Regions from separate parts of the Zea mays genome. Here region 2 is linked to region 1. A link is a contact called in public Hi-C data. All regions are on one chromosome and are shown on one strand. Each heading gives the region's core, a stretch centred on a gene start, on an enhancer-like site or on the middle of the called end of the contact. The rest is flanking DNA. Distances are from core to core; before and after follow the strand shown.

Region 1 (7,330 bases), core at 779-3,278:
GGCTGTTTCAAACCTGTGACTTGGTGACTTGTTGAGACAGCTGCACCAGGTTTCAAGAACCATGAGAGGATGACTACTTGGCCACTTATATCAAGCCCTGAAACTATCATTCCCAAAAGTGGAATGAAAGCTACAAGACATCAGAAAGACGATCCTTTTTGCAAACGAAATGCCCCACTGCAACATGCCCTACACCGCAACCAAATTGTTTTCTCCTTATTGAAGAGGACTAAGGAAGCATGAAAGTGAAGAATATCGTCCTTGGCACAGCAAGAGATGAAGGGGGGCCTACCTTCTGCTACTTGCGTAATGGTGGTCACAGTAAACGGACTCGACAATTAAACTAAATTCAGTTCAGGACACTGAGATGCTGGGCGAGGACAGCGCCTTGAAAACTAGCAGTGCTGGTACAATCCCACATTTTGTTTCAGGGACAAATAATGTCACCATTAATGTATTTAAACCATAGGCAGACACGAAAGGCAATAAAATAGAAAGATATCGTCGTATAGGTGAAATCAGGGATCAGCCGCTGAAGATTTTAACAGTAAAACGAGAGCAGGATTGTAAGCCTTGGACACTGTACAAACTGGTGGACCTGGATGGAGTAATCGTGTACAACTTTGTCTCTATGCAGTCGGCGAAAGTAAACATAAAAACACACAAAATGCAGGTAAAGCCCCAAATTCTGGTGGTAATTTATAGCTAATAACAACTTTGTCTCTTTGCACACTGAGAGAGAGAGAGAGAGAGAGAGGTCACGGGCTCTTTGTAGCTCAGGAACGAAACTGATTCAGAGAAAGGGAACTGCTAGGAATCCAAAGCGGGTTCAGTTTCTCTTGATAGTCTGAGAAGAAAAATGGGGGTGGAGCGGGAAGTTCTACGAAACTCCTGTTCGCGCTGAAAATCTCGATCTTTTAACAGATCGGATCATCAGAGAAGGGCCGTTGTATGCCGCGAGGTGGAACCGTGAACTCAGCTGAGAATGAAAGTGCAAGTGCACGCATGTCTGTCTTACTCTTAACGCATCACACAGTCCATGCTGAAGCAGGGAGAGCTGAAATCGATTTATTGAAAGGTCTGATCCCACAATAATCCGAAAACCCACAGCGCATTCCTGACGAACACCAAAGGTAGGCACGACGAGGGACCAGCTGGTGAAGGAGACGCGAGGGAAAAAAACAGGAGAAAGACGGGGGGGGGGGGGGGGGGGGGGGGGGGGGGGGGGGGGGGGGGAAAGAGAGAAAAATGTAGCCGTGAACAACCCCCCCTCTCGCCAATTGCCAAATCAAAGACCGAACGGCGACAGGCACAATGTAAGAGAGGAAAGGGGAGAAGGGAGGCCGAGTGAGCAGGAACAGGCAGAGGCGGGCATGATTGTGAAGTGCCAAGGAAGCAAAGGCGACGAGGAACGGTCGAACGGAGGATGAAACAGAGGGGAGGGCGGGCGTACCGACTACCGAGAGAAGAGGAACCAGGGAAGGGACGGACGGCGCACACGTTCTTGAAGCGCTGAAAAGGACGCGCGCAATTCTTAAAGATCGGGAGCAGCTAGCTCCTCTACAAGAACGAACCCATTCCTCCCGCCTCTCTCTCTCTCTCTCTCTACCCGCTTTGGCGTTCCACAGATTTGTCGCCCCGGCCGCATCGATTGCGAGCATTAATTTAACAGAACGAAAGGTGCGATGCGTGTGTGCATTTTCGCATTAGAATAAGAATCGGAGGTAGTATACCTGAGAGAGAGGGAGTGAGGGAGACGGCCTTCTCTTTTCCAGGAGGCTGCTGCTGCTGCTGCTGAGTGTGTGAAGTGTGAACAAGACGGAGTCTTTGTGCAACTGCAGTCTGCAGAGGTGGGAGAGAGAGAGAGAGTGTGTGGAGTGGATTGGAGTGGCATAGCAGGGAAACGAAGTAGAGAGAGAGAGAGAGGCTACAACGGTCAAAATGACGGGAGGAGAAATCACCGGCGATGAGAGAGGGAGGGAGTTGAGAGAAGAGAGAGAGTGTGTGTGTGTGAGAGAGAGAGATGTGTGTGTGAAAGCAGACGCTACTGGAGGGTAGGCCAGCCAGATGCTATGCGAAACTGAATTCAGGCGTGGCCCCACATTTCTTTGTTACTAGTAGTATTTTTCTTCCCAATAATACCTCACTCGTTATTTTCTTTTTCGTCCTTTCACCAATGATTTTCTCTCTGCAAATGTTTCAGGCGTCATGGGCCTACATTGGGCCTGTTTGTTTCGGCTTCTGGCAGCTTCTGGTCACCAAAAGCTGCTGCGGACTGCCAAACGCTCAGCTTTTCAGACAGCTTCTATAAAATTCGTTGGGGCAAAAACCATCCAAAATCAACATAAACACATAATCAGTTGAGTCGTTGTGATAGTAGTAATCCGTCACTTTCTAGATCCTGAGCCCTATGAACAACTTTATCTTCCTCCACACGTAATCGTAATGATACTCAGATTCTCCTCACAGCCAGATTCTCCCCACAGCTAGATTTTCAGAAAAGCTGATCAGAAAAAAGCTGAACCAAACAGGCCCATTTTCTTTCTTAGTACTAGCATATACATTTTTTTTCTTCATGGAAATTGGTCTATGAAGGATGAAGCACATTCCAAGCAACTTAAGACCCGTTTGAATCCGCCTAACTAGCTATTAGTCGCCTTGACGAGAGAAAAAATAGGTAATTATTAGCTAATTAGTAGGTAAGACGTTAGCTGCCTTGTTAGCTGGAGCTCAAATTTGTAGTGTTCTGTGGTTAAGACGTTAGCGGCGACGGCGTAGGTAAACCGGAACCGGCATTAGTTAATTTATTTCTTCAAAAGATCAGCATTAGTTAGTTTTTTATGCTATATGGATTACAAGGATGACAGTAGGGCCTCATCGAGAAATAGCCCCCATCATCGTCACACGATGAAATTTTTTCCCGTGGATATTCTCGTGAACGTTTGCGGGAGATATTTCTTCCTCATCTCCGTTCACCGCGGGAATAAATCTGTGACGGGAATCCCATAACCACTTAAATTATAATTAGGACATACTTTCTTTGTTATTAATGCACACCGTTGTCACTTATACACATTGTCAAATGTAAGAAAACTTTATATGTACATCAAAATGAATACATTTGTATAATAAATGGTCTCTTGATAAGATAATATTTAGTTTTATCAACAATTATTACGTAGAAATATCGTCACATATAAGTTTAACTGGTCCCGCGAGAACAGGGATGGAAATGCTTCCCCGTCCCCGTTTACCTATCAGGGGGGGGGGGGGGGAGTTTTTCTCCATTTGCATCCCCAAGAAACTTTCACATAGTCATCTTCTAATGGATGGATTCCCCATAGAAAATTAGAGATAGGGCTCGTTGCCATCCCAATGGATCCAAATTGTGGCTTTGCATAAGGAATGAAACTACTTTTACAACATGTTTATTTGTTGATAATTTTTTATCCCTGTAAGGGCTAATTTGGAAATACTATTTTTTCAAGAAATTTTTATTTTTTCTAAGAGAAATTAGTTTTTTTAGAAAAATAAGAATTTCTTAGAAAAATGAGTTCTCAAACTAGCTCTAAGGGTTTTTTTTTTCTCTACCTGACTCTCTCTCTCTCTGCAAAGGAGCATTCTTGTGTTCGTTAGATTAAAAAATCTCTTTCCTTTCTCGTTGGTCCGCGATGATTTATTACGTGGCACGTGCGCATGTGTATGCGACAAAGTTTCCTACGCTAGATGATAAGAAGATGAGGTGTGGCGAAAACTTGGACCGTTCGGAGAGTCCAAAAAACAGGGTTCTGAAAACTTTGGCATGCTGCTTACCAAACTGTTTTTTCTTTTCTTTTTGGGTCCATGGCATTCGACCTCACCAGAGAAGGAGAAATCTCCCACGCCAGGAAGCTTCACTTCACCCCCTATCCTTCGCGTCCAAAACAGATGCCTTTTCGATTCATTTTCAGCTCGGTTTTTTGTTTTTTTTCACGGTTTTCTGAATTCAGTTTGGCCGTCAGCCGGCCCGTTATGCGTGACCTTCATGCATGTCGCGCTAGACGCTTCACAAAGATCTCATTCTCATGTGCTCCGGGGGACGGTCAGGGGGACAATCAAGCAAGTTCTTGTTTGCAAGTACCCAGTTTTTAAAAAATAGTTTATAGAAATTAAGATGGTTCCAAATATATCAGTTTATATTTTATTTTATAAAAATTAGATTGTCAGTTTTTTAAAAACCAATAAGCTAATATTTCCTAGCTAAAAGATAAAAATCAGTTTCCTAAAAACTAGATTCCTTCCAAAGGAAGACCTTAGTTACACCAAGAAACGCTTTTTAAAACGCAGAGAGAGAGAGCGCGCGTGAAAAAAAGAGAAGAACCTTTTGAAAATCAAAACAAACGAAAACCTTTTCCTTCACACCAAAAGACGAATTTATTTCTTGAGTGGATATGCCTTGGAGCTATAGATGTTCAATCAGGTCGTCCGACCTGACCCAGTTTCATTCACGGGTCGTGTCGTACTGGCCTACAGGCCCATGAACGAGACCTAGGCACGTCTCGTTGGCATGTTTATCATGTCAAGCCAGTTTGTGGACGAGAGACCTATACTAGACCGTCATGTTTAAATAGCAAAAAATGCTAAAATGTGTAAAAATAGGGATATTAACCATGGTTGTTAGTTTTAAATAAAAAGTTTATCTACATCCACTTAACCAACAAGACACATGTATTTTTATGTTTTGTACCTTTTATAATCATATGTAATATAGATGATTATATTAACAAAAATAAGAAAATATAAAAACTGGTTAGGTCAGGTTGAGCCCACCGTGCCGCATCTTAGACCAAACATGACCCCGTAGTCATGTCGAGTCGTGTTCATGCCAAACCAAAACCGTGACAGTTTACGGCTTACCGAGAGGTCCATCCGTTTAGACATCTATAGTGAATCTTACCGAGCCACTATGTATGCAGCTTGCTCAAGCTATGTGGCCTAGCTAGTACGGTAGTACCCCACAAAGGGCACAAGCACCGAGCCTGAGAGATGGATGCAATTGCAAGCAAAAGACCACGAAAAAAGGATTGGGACAATAGATGCCCGGCTCGATCTTTTTAAGGCACTGCTCAAATTCTGACGAAGGTTCGTCAGATGCCCTTGCTGCACTGAGTGGGTGTAGGCTTGGATTAACCTGGAGGCTGGAGCAAGAGGGTTCACAATCTCATGTTCTTTGTGCGCAGACGTGTCCAAGGTCTGCGCAAAGCAGTCAGTCACAACAAGTTAATTTTATACGTACCGGTCATATCTTAAAATACAATTACTCATCAAGGCTTCTAAATATTTTGTTACTTGATACGTAGAACTAGCAGCGCGTAGGGGGCGAGGGCTCGCCCGGTTGCCCCCTTGCTGGGTCCACCACTGACTCATACTCATATTTAATCTACACTCTACAAATGATACAATATACAGTACAAAATAGTGTTTTAGGTGACCTGTTGGACACGGTCTAAGCAGACGCCAGAAAGAAGACGCCTTTTTGGGCTTATTCGTTTGACTCTTAATCTAAATGGATTGAGTTGGTTTAAATCCTAAACAAATAAAAATAACTGTACAAGGCTTTAGCGTGTTTTGGCTGGGCTATTTGCTGGAGCCTAGAGGAGGCTCCCTAGTTTTAGAGGTCTTCGATGAACAGGATCTACAAAGTCAGCGTCCTTAAAATGTCTACCTAATTAAACCTTTTTTGATTATTTCTATACCGCATTGACTGAAAATAATTAGAAAAAATTATGAACATTTTTTATCTGATGTGGACTTAAACTCACTCGATCCTCCGAACGGGCCGGTTTATTCGAACAGAGCAAATGGGGTAGATTATGCTGAGCGTTTTTTGGCAAGGAAGACGAGCTAGCTATGACTAGGGGTGGTAATAGATTACGATCCAAATGCTTATTCACAAAATGTTAGAGCTTAAAATAAATTTTAATAAAAAATGAAAAGAAATAGGATCCGATTGTAATACATATCATCTTTAAATCTTATAGTGTAAAATTGAGAGCATATTGTCACCCCTGGCTAAGAGGCTGTACAAAGCAGGTCTGAAAAGGACGTCTTGTACTCTTGTATGGACGGAGAGGGGGCATGCGTGAGAATTTTCAAAAAAGATAAAGCATGGTTTGTTAACCTCCGCCTCTCTCTCTCTCTCTCTCTCTCTCTCTGAGACGATAAAAGCAAAAGACATTGAAAGATTCGTGCATGCTCTTCATTTTTTTTATTGTTCTACACACCTTTTGCCCATGCCTTTATCCCGAGCTCAGCTGCTTCGTGCTCTCGATCCCATAGCACGCAGACTTGTGGTTGTGGCAAAACTTTAGCCCCTTTGGATGAGAACCCACCAGCTCTTCATGCCGATCATCTTTGTTTGGACAGACAGTGATTTGTTAGGGGGGCAAACGATGATCTATGTCCCCTTCCGTTTCATTGGGATCGAACCTGATCTTCCTCTACTGAACAAACCAATCATTCAGTAAAAATTCTGGGTATTTTTATTTTTCTTGAACGAGGGGGGAGCAAAAACCTTACCTAATATATTTAGCTTTTGAAGCCTGGGAACACTACCCTAAAAAGGACAAAGAGATTATAATCGTGAGAGGGTGAGGGAGAGTCATCCATGCCAAGCAAGAGTTTGATTGGATTCAATAGTTTTCAGTCTACAAGCCCACAGAGGGTTACAGTTAGGGAGGAGACTCCTGCCTGAAGATATAGTTGTTACGCCTCTTTCACAAGTGTCAGCAGTAGAGCACAACGAATGTGGGGAAGTAATTTGGGAGAAGGTCGCAAGGTCGAGGGCGGTGGTGTAGATTGAAGTAGTTGAGGTTCTCGTTGATCTAGATCCCCACAGCGTGCTAGAAATCACGAGTGATGGGGCAGTGCGGGAGGATATGCGACGTCGTTTCCCGACCGGTGGAGCATATCCCACATGAGTCATCCAGATGGTGCCTTTCCTCAGTAGGTTCCTCCGAGTATGAAGTTTATCTCTCAAGGCCAAACAAAAGAAAGAATTTGATCTCAGGGGACACTGCTATTCCAGACGAAGCCAGGGGTGGGTGAGTCTTCATGAAGCCCCCGGAGACAGCCAAGAGTAGAGATTATTGGTGTGTAAGCGCCCGACGGAATCAACAACGAAGCAATGGCGCTCGTCGGGAGAGGTGTTGAGATGAACCGCATAATGAGCATTCTGGAGGGAGGCTAGCTTCAAGGCTACGTGGGAGGGCAGGTGACCATTCAAAGAAGTAGCCAGTCCCCTCTCGAGGAGATTAGATACCGTGACAGAGTCATCCATGGCTTGAGCAAA
Region 2 (7,108 bases), core at 636-3,135, 270 kb after region 1:
CACTCGTCGCACATCGCGCTGTGGTCACGGTCAGGGTTGCCCTTCCGTCCGATCGACCGGTCGAGCATGGGGCGATCAAGCAGGACTCGAGGAGGAGGTAGCGGATTTATGGCGACAGATCGAGGTAGCGAGGCCGAGTGTGGGTTGTTGGCTTGTTGCGCCCGTGGGCGTGGCAGGCGGGGGTGGGGGCGGGCGGAGGGATCATGAGCTAGAGGGGGAGATCGTGGAGGGAGTGGGTAGTTTGGAGGGAGATCGTGGGGGATTCCTTTGCGCGGGCGTCTGGGAGTGAGCGGGTGCTCCTGAGATGGCTAAGATCGATGATGAACAGGAGAGCACGGGACGGAGACGGCGCTAGCAGGAAGAGCTAGAGGGCGAGGGCTCGCTGGGCAGAGAAAGCAAAGGAGACTGACCCTAAAGCCAAGTTGGGTCAGGGTAAGAAGCGTTGGACCGCACCAAAGAAACACAGCCCACACGACCTATGTCGTCGTCACGGCTTACACATTTTTATGACCATACTGGCCCGCCAACATAGCTTCTACCGGCTTATAAGCCTTCCTTCTTCAGAGAAAGCAATCGTGGTCAAATGCTCCTGTCGGTGTCAAATTGAGGCAACTTTTTGCACGAGCAGACGTGGGTCCGGTGTGTGCAAAACTAAGGGTGACTGTCACGTGGGCGCCTGTAGTCTGCAATGTGGGCCCAACGTCCGGAGTGTGTGATGGCTTGCACGATAGGATTGGGGGATTTTGTCACATGGGACCGGAGTGCCCCAAGTCAGGAGTTGGTCGACGTCCCGCGTCACAGAATGTGATGGTTTGCCGGACAGCAACGACGGAGGAGCCATTATGGCTTAGTGTGGCATCAGCCATACCTTACTTTTAATAACTCTCATATCTTCTACTATAACAACAAAATAAGACGTGGTGTGGTGGATATTGTGTCTCTAATCTAGTAGCAGGTCTTGAGTTCGATTTATAATTCTTACAGATTTCATTTTTTACTGCCGGACAGGGATGGGGGCAAAACAGGAAATGAAAAAAGGCAGAACGACAGGGTACCCTTACCGCCTTAATAAGTAGTAGAGATATTTTAATTGCTTTATCATCTTTTTAAAGGCCCCTTTTATGTTATCCATGGTGGAGCGATTCAACAAGTTATTGAATTTTTGAAATAATTTTAATTTAATCATCCTTGTACCAGTCTTATATTTCATTCGTCCCAAATTATAATTCGTTTGATTTTTTATATCAAGTTTGATTGACTCGTTTTACTGTTTTATTTATTTTTCGAAAAATAAAAATTTAAAGCTATATTTAAATTATATTATATCTAAATGATATCATAGTAAAAAATAATATTAATTAAAAAATGTTTTGAATAGGATGAGTCGGCTAAATTTAGGGTAAAGGAGTCAATCAAACTATAAATTGATATAAATCGAAACGAAGGAAGTATAATTTATAATCGTACTTTTCTCCACGGAATACATGGAACCGATGGATCGACCGCCCAGGACACCGTCCCCGATCGTCACTGCCACGAAAACAATCACCTCAATGTCGTCGCCGATAACGGCACGCCACCTGACACTGACAGCGTCGAGGGCTCGAGGCGCCCACGGGTCCACGGCACAGTGAATCTATGCCCGTACGCGTACCCAATAGCTTTCCGCCACGTGCGTCCCCGCCCCGTGACCACGTGCCTCCGCCCCAGCGCGGCGTCGTAGAAAAAAAGATCTGCGCCCGAGCGCGAGTCTCCGAACGACAAACACGAGCGCGGGCGCGCACAAGTTCGCCAACCCCCACGCCCCACCCCCCACCCCCCGCGTGCTGCGCGTCGTTGGAACCAAGGATTGGATTAGCCTCGCCGAGGAGGAGGTGGTGGTCGGCGAGGGGCTCGCGGGGATGGGGATCTCGAGGCCCCTTGTGATGGCGATGGCGGTGGCGCTGCTGATCGCCGTCGCCGGTGCGACCGCCGAGGAGCAGGAGCCCCTGCTGGCGGCGGACGCGGTGGCCGGCGCGGTGGAGGCGGCGCTCGGGGAGGTGGAGACCGCGGCGCTCAGGGCCGAGCTGGGGCAACTCCGGGCGAAGATCTCGGCGCTAGGTCAGTGCCCAAGGCTTGAATCCACGGGGCGCGCTTGAATTTTTACACTCGGGATGTTTTGGCTTGGGACGGGTTGGTGGTGGGATCGTCGAGTCTGTGCCGCGCGGCTAGGTTAATTCGTGTTTTGTTTCACTGGATTGACGCCGCCCCGGCGAGCTCCGGACTTTAGGACTGCGACTTCGCGGTGGTTGGTGGGGGTTTAGCGTCTGCTTGCTTCTGGATGGCGACGGTGCGTGCGCGACGGTGCTCGATTCATCGACTTGCTCGGGATGCTGCGGAATTTTATCTGGTTCCCTCTTGCCGATTTCGACCGTGGGATGAAACAGAATTGGATAACTCACTCGTTTTTTTTTTTTTTGGGGGGGGGGGGGGGGGGGGGGGGACTGCTCCTTCTTAGGGAAAAATACAGCAGCGTCCTCTGTTGTTTGTTTACACCGTACCACACCCACCACTACTAGTAGCTTTGTTTCCTGATTGCCGTTTTTACTCTAATTACACGTAAGGTCCCATTTAGAGCAGGTTTAATAATATAGCTAACTGTCCGCTACAACTATAAGGATCTTTGCAGCTTATCTTGTAGCCGATATATAAAGGTTGGCCCTTTACAACTAATATATGGTCCATTTGTCTCTCAATTCTCAAATTTCTTGGTTCCCTTTATAAAGCTGGCTGGTAGTTTGTAGCCCACTTCTACACTCTATCCTCCTCTCTCTTCCATGTCAGTATTTAGCCGGCTTACAATCATCTATTATACTTGCTCTTACTACCACTGTACATTTATACAGTGGGCCATTGTGTAATTGCAGCTCTTGTGCTTCTGCCATGGATGGTGAACCACTGCCATAATTTTTAGGGCCTGCTTCATTGATGTGTACTGAAAATTCCAACCAACTACCCTTCACACAGACCATACTGGCTCGTAATCTTTATTGAATTGAATAGCCTGGGAAAGTCTTATCTATATTAATTGCAGCAAAACAGTAAATTCGTAGTGCTGTGAAGATGCCTGTACTACTGAAGAGTATAAACTCAAACTGTACCACGACATGGAAATAATATCTTCTCATCATGATCTCATTTCTGTCATAAGCTTTACTTTGCCACTTTGTCATTCTATATCTGCCTACCAAGTTAATTCCAATTTCGAGATCCCTCGGGAGCCATCATTATGTTTGTTTTCATGCCACAGAGTCAGACATAGAAGAGCGATCTCAAGAACTGAAGAATAAGGATGATGCCATCATGAACCTGGAGAAAGCCATTGAAGAGAAGTCAAAGGCTATTACCTCTATGCTGGACGAGATTGCTTCCCTCCAGGTATGCAATTTAAAACACAACAGCTAGCCTTAAAACACAACAGCTAATCCATGTACAGGCAAAAGGGTCTGTAGCTGCCGAGGAGCAGGCTAACAAGGCCAATGCCAAGGTTGTTGAGCTTGAGAAGCAGGTAACCATGCTAGCAATGTGTTTGGAATGTGCTAGCTATGTTTGTGATTTCTCATTTTATTTTTCTCCTGCTTAGGTTGACAAGATCAAAAAGGATATTGAAGCACAAAGCAGCCAGAAAGCAGCACTAGAGTATAGGGCCAACGATGCAGAGAAGAAGGTGGAAGTACTGAATGAAAAGCTTAATACAGTAAGTGCATAATCCGTCCTTGGAATAGTTGAGTGTCCTCTTTTAAAAAAAACTGGTGGTCGACTTCTTTTTAGTTTCATGTGCTACTGTAAGTGTATATGCCATCTGCCTTCCATTGCTCTAGTTGGCTATATACAAGCCTGCAACACATCCTTATGACACTAGTAGATCATTAAATTAGATATCTATACTAGAGTCTGAAGTCCATTGAAATTTTAAATTCTATTAGAGACATTTGGTGGAAAACCATTCAAACAAATTGACATTTTAGATGTTTGATTACATTAGTGTTATATTTTTTCCTTGCTAGATCCAAAAGGAAAGTGATGAGAAAAAACGCAAAATCAAGAAGACAGAACGTGCTCTTAAAGTCGCTGAGGTTTGCAATAAGTTTGTTTATTATTAATGCACTTGTGTCCTGGTTGTTGTGTGGTATATATTGTTACGTATTTGTTCGCTCACATTGTAGGAGGAATTAATGAGGTTGCAGTTAGAAGTAACTGCTAAATCAAAACAGCTGTCAGAGGTAAGGATATATTCTGTCACTATCATTAGTTGTACTTGTCGGTGTTTTGACCCGAGGATCCTACCAACTAGTGAATTAGTGCTGGGTGCCTAGATCCAGATGGGTGATGCAGGAAAACACAAGTCTTTATCCTGGTTCGGGCAAGAGAAGGCCCTACTTCTAGCCGAGGGGGGATGAGACTTATATTAATTGCACCTAGGTGCTTGTAGTAGGGGATACAAGCCGGTCGGGAGAGTGAGAGGTTCCCAAGTCCTTGGTGATTGAGGCGAGTGCCAATATCGCCGTGGAGGGTGAAAACCTGTGAAGTGTTCCCCACCCCCGAATGAAGCCCTGGACTCCTTTTTTATAACCTCAAGGAGGGTTCCTAAGAGCGCCACCGTTTGTCGTGTATGGGAGAGGAGACGAGTCTGAGCCCCTGTAGCCGGTATGGCCTTTGTACTAGCTATTGACTTGAACCAGGAGGAGGATGTCTGGTCCCTGTATTTGCATCTTGATCGAGCAGAGAGTCTAGGCCAGGATCTGGGGCTCGGACGCGTACCCGAGCTTGTCCGATGGAGGTGCTGTCCGAGTCGTAGTTATTGACACAGTGATAAGTATAGTGAAAAGCGCATGGTAATTCTCATCATATGGCGTAAAGCAGACTTGACGTTGGTCCTGTAGCCATCCCGTAGTCAGCGGCCTTCGTGGGGGAGTTGGTGGCGTCCTTTGGTCAATGTTATCTAGGCCGAGGCCAGGCTCGGGCGAGACGGAGGTTCCTCTCGAGGCCTTGGTCGATCCTGCCTCGGGGCATGCAGTCGTACAAGGAGGGGTTAGTGTAGTTGTCGGAGTGGCCTCCTGCGGGATTTGCGGGGAGTTGTTGCCGGGGCGGTTGGCCGAAGCCGAGCTCGGGCGAGGCAGAGTTTTCTCCGAGGCCGAGGCCAACTTTGGGCGAGGCGGAGTTCCTTCCGAGGGTGAGACCATGCTCTGACACACGCACGTCCCATCCAGAGTTGTTTGAGCACAGTAGTTGACGTGGGGGATCAGTGGCCATTATTCCCGGGCGTGCGTCATCGTAGTTGGTGAAAGTGGATGGGACCGCGGTCCCATCGCTCCCTGTCTGACTGCGGCATCATGTGGGGTAGGTATTCACATTAAATGCTCATGTCTCCACGGTTCCCGTGACCTTTGGCTGGGGCTGGGCTCGGGGTTGTCCTCCTGTCCGAGACGAGCTTGGGCGAGGTGGAAACCGCCATTTCGTGAAGAGGGGTCGTCGGGCGAGACGAAGATTTCCCGAATGATGCCCTCGCCCAAGGACAGGCTCGGGCGAGGCGGAGTTTTGAGCGACCGCCGAGCGGGGTCTCGGGCGAATTGTGGCCCATCCTTTCTTGACCTCGGGGAATGTGTCTTGTGGTAGTTAGGTGTTAAGTGTGTTTAGGGGCATAATTTGGGTACCCCTAAATACGATACCCGATAGTACTTAAATTTCAGCAATGTAATAACATCATTTAAACGGTATCAAGCCTATAATATGACAAGAACTTATTAATTTCATTGCAATGCATGTTTCTCCTATACTTGTGTGTGGTGTTTGGAGTGCAAACATGTCTGTTTATGTTCCACATAATCATTTTACTAGACAAAGCATGTTGAAAAATCCTGTACTACTACTGATCTATTCCATCTTTTATACTCTTTATTATCGCTGTTTAAAAACAATCATAAAGTAGTATAGGAACAAATAACTTCAATCCGCATCAATTCTTGTGGTTCCCAAAAGTTATTTGCAGTAATCTATTAAGGCATCGATTTCCTTCAGTTGCGTGTTTCCATTTTCTGCCACCAGTTCTAGAGAAGTTCCGATAAATTTTATGTTCCACAATAGGTACATACCTTTGAGCTGCACTATTTGTTGCTTGGCACTTCATTAATGTGTTCAAATTTCTAATGGTTACCCAGACTAGGCTAAGCAGAGTATACTTATTGTAGTTTTACTGCCTTGAACAGCAAATTTTTGTCTTTTGATGATGTATTTTCTTGCTTGTTTCCATCTACAGCATATTTATTATTCATTTTAATTTCCTTTTGCAGGTTCATGGAGCATGGTTACCACCTTGGCTAATGGCACAATATGCTTGTTATGCGGTAAGAGCGGAACCACAAATATTTATCACTTCAATTTCCATTCTCATGCTCTCCCATCACTGGCCACAAATATTTACCGCTGCAATTTCCATCCTCATGCTCTCTCATCGCTATATTCGTCATCATTTGTAGGAGGTTGTCTCAGGTCACTGGGATCAACATGGGAAACCTGCTGTGCAGAATTTTTTGCATAAGGTGCTTCTTCATACTACTAGCTTTTATTTCCAATTTAAAATTGCATCCCACAAATAAAATGATCATTTACATGTCTGTGTATCTAATATTTCAGGCATCAGAAAAATCAGCACAGGCAAAGAAATGGGCTGAACCTCATATCGAGACTGCTAAGATGGTGATGCCCATCTGTTCATATACTTCAATTTCTTTTGTTTTATCTTGGGCTGACAGTTGGCTGACATTATTACTGTCTATGATTGAAGAAATGGATTCCTGTTAAGCAGAAATTGGTTGCCCTCAAGAAAAATGCAGAACCTTATGTACAAAAGGTATCAACAAGATCAGTAGAGTTTTACGAGTCATCAAGGGATGCTGTGACACCTCATGCTGTCAAAGTTAAAGTGTTTGTTCATTCCTACTACCAGGTAATTGCTGCATTTTCGGTTTCAAGGATATATACAGTTCCATTCACTACTTGGAAGGCAGCAATGTGTTGATTATAGTAATCCATATGCAGTTGCTAATATTCATTTATTTGATTATGTTGA

The links. Hi-C and Micro-C count contacts between places; a contact is called where the count stands out from the background.
Region 2: a contact with region 1 is called in a Hi-C map of tassel, with 4 times the contacts expected there. The contact joins the promoter of LOC100273319 here to the promoter of LOC103642456 in region 1. A contact is called at or near these places in 3 of 25 Hi-C or Micro-C datasets (ear, tassel and an unstated tissue).

The regions. Positions count from the first base shown.
Region 1 is chr1:194,966,389-194,973,718 of Zm-B73-REFERENCE-NAM-5.0, forward strand. LOC103642456 (protein ROLLING AND ERECT LEAF 2) reads right to left here and starts at 2,029. Exons shown (of 6, transcript XM_020546612.3): 1 at 1,734-2,029.
Region 2 is chr1:195,233,970-195,241,077 of Zm-B73-REFERENCE-NAM-5.0, forward strand. LOC100273319 (myosin heavy chain-related) reads left to right here and starts at 1,886. Exons shown (of 14, transcript NM_001147760.1): 1 at 1,886-2,100; 2 at 3,290-3,417; 3 at 3,476-3,547; 4 at 3,623-3,736; 5 at 4,047-4,115; 6 at 4,206-4,262; 7 at 6,330-6,383; 8 at 6,516-6,578; 9 at 6,673-6,735; 10 at 6,824-6,985. The coding sequence starts at 1,902.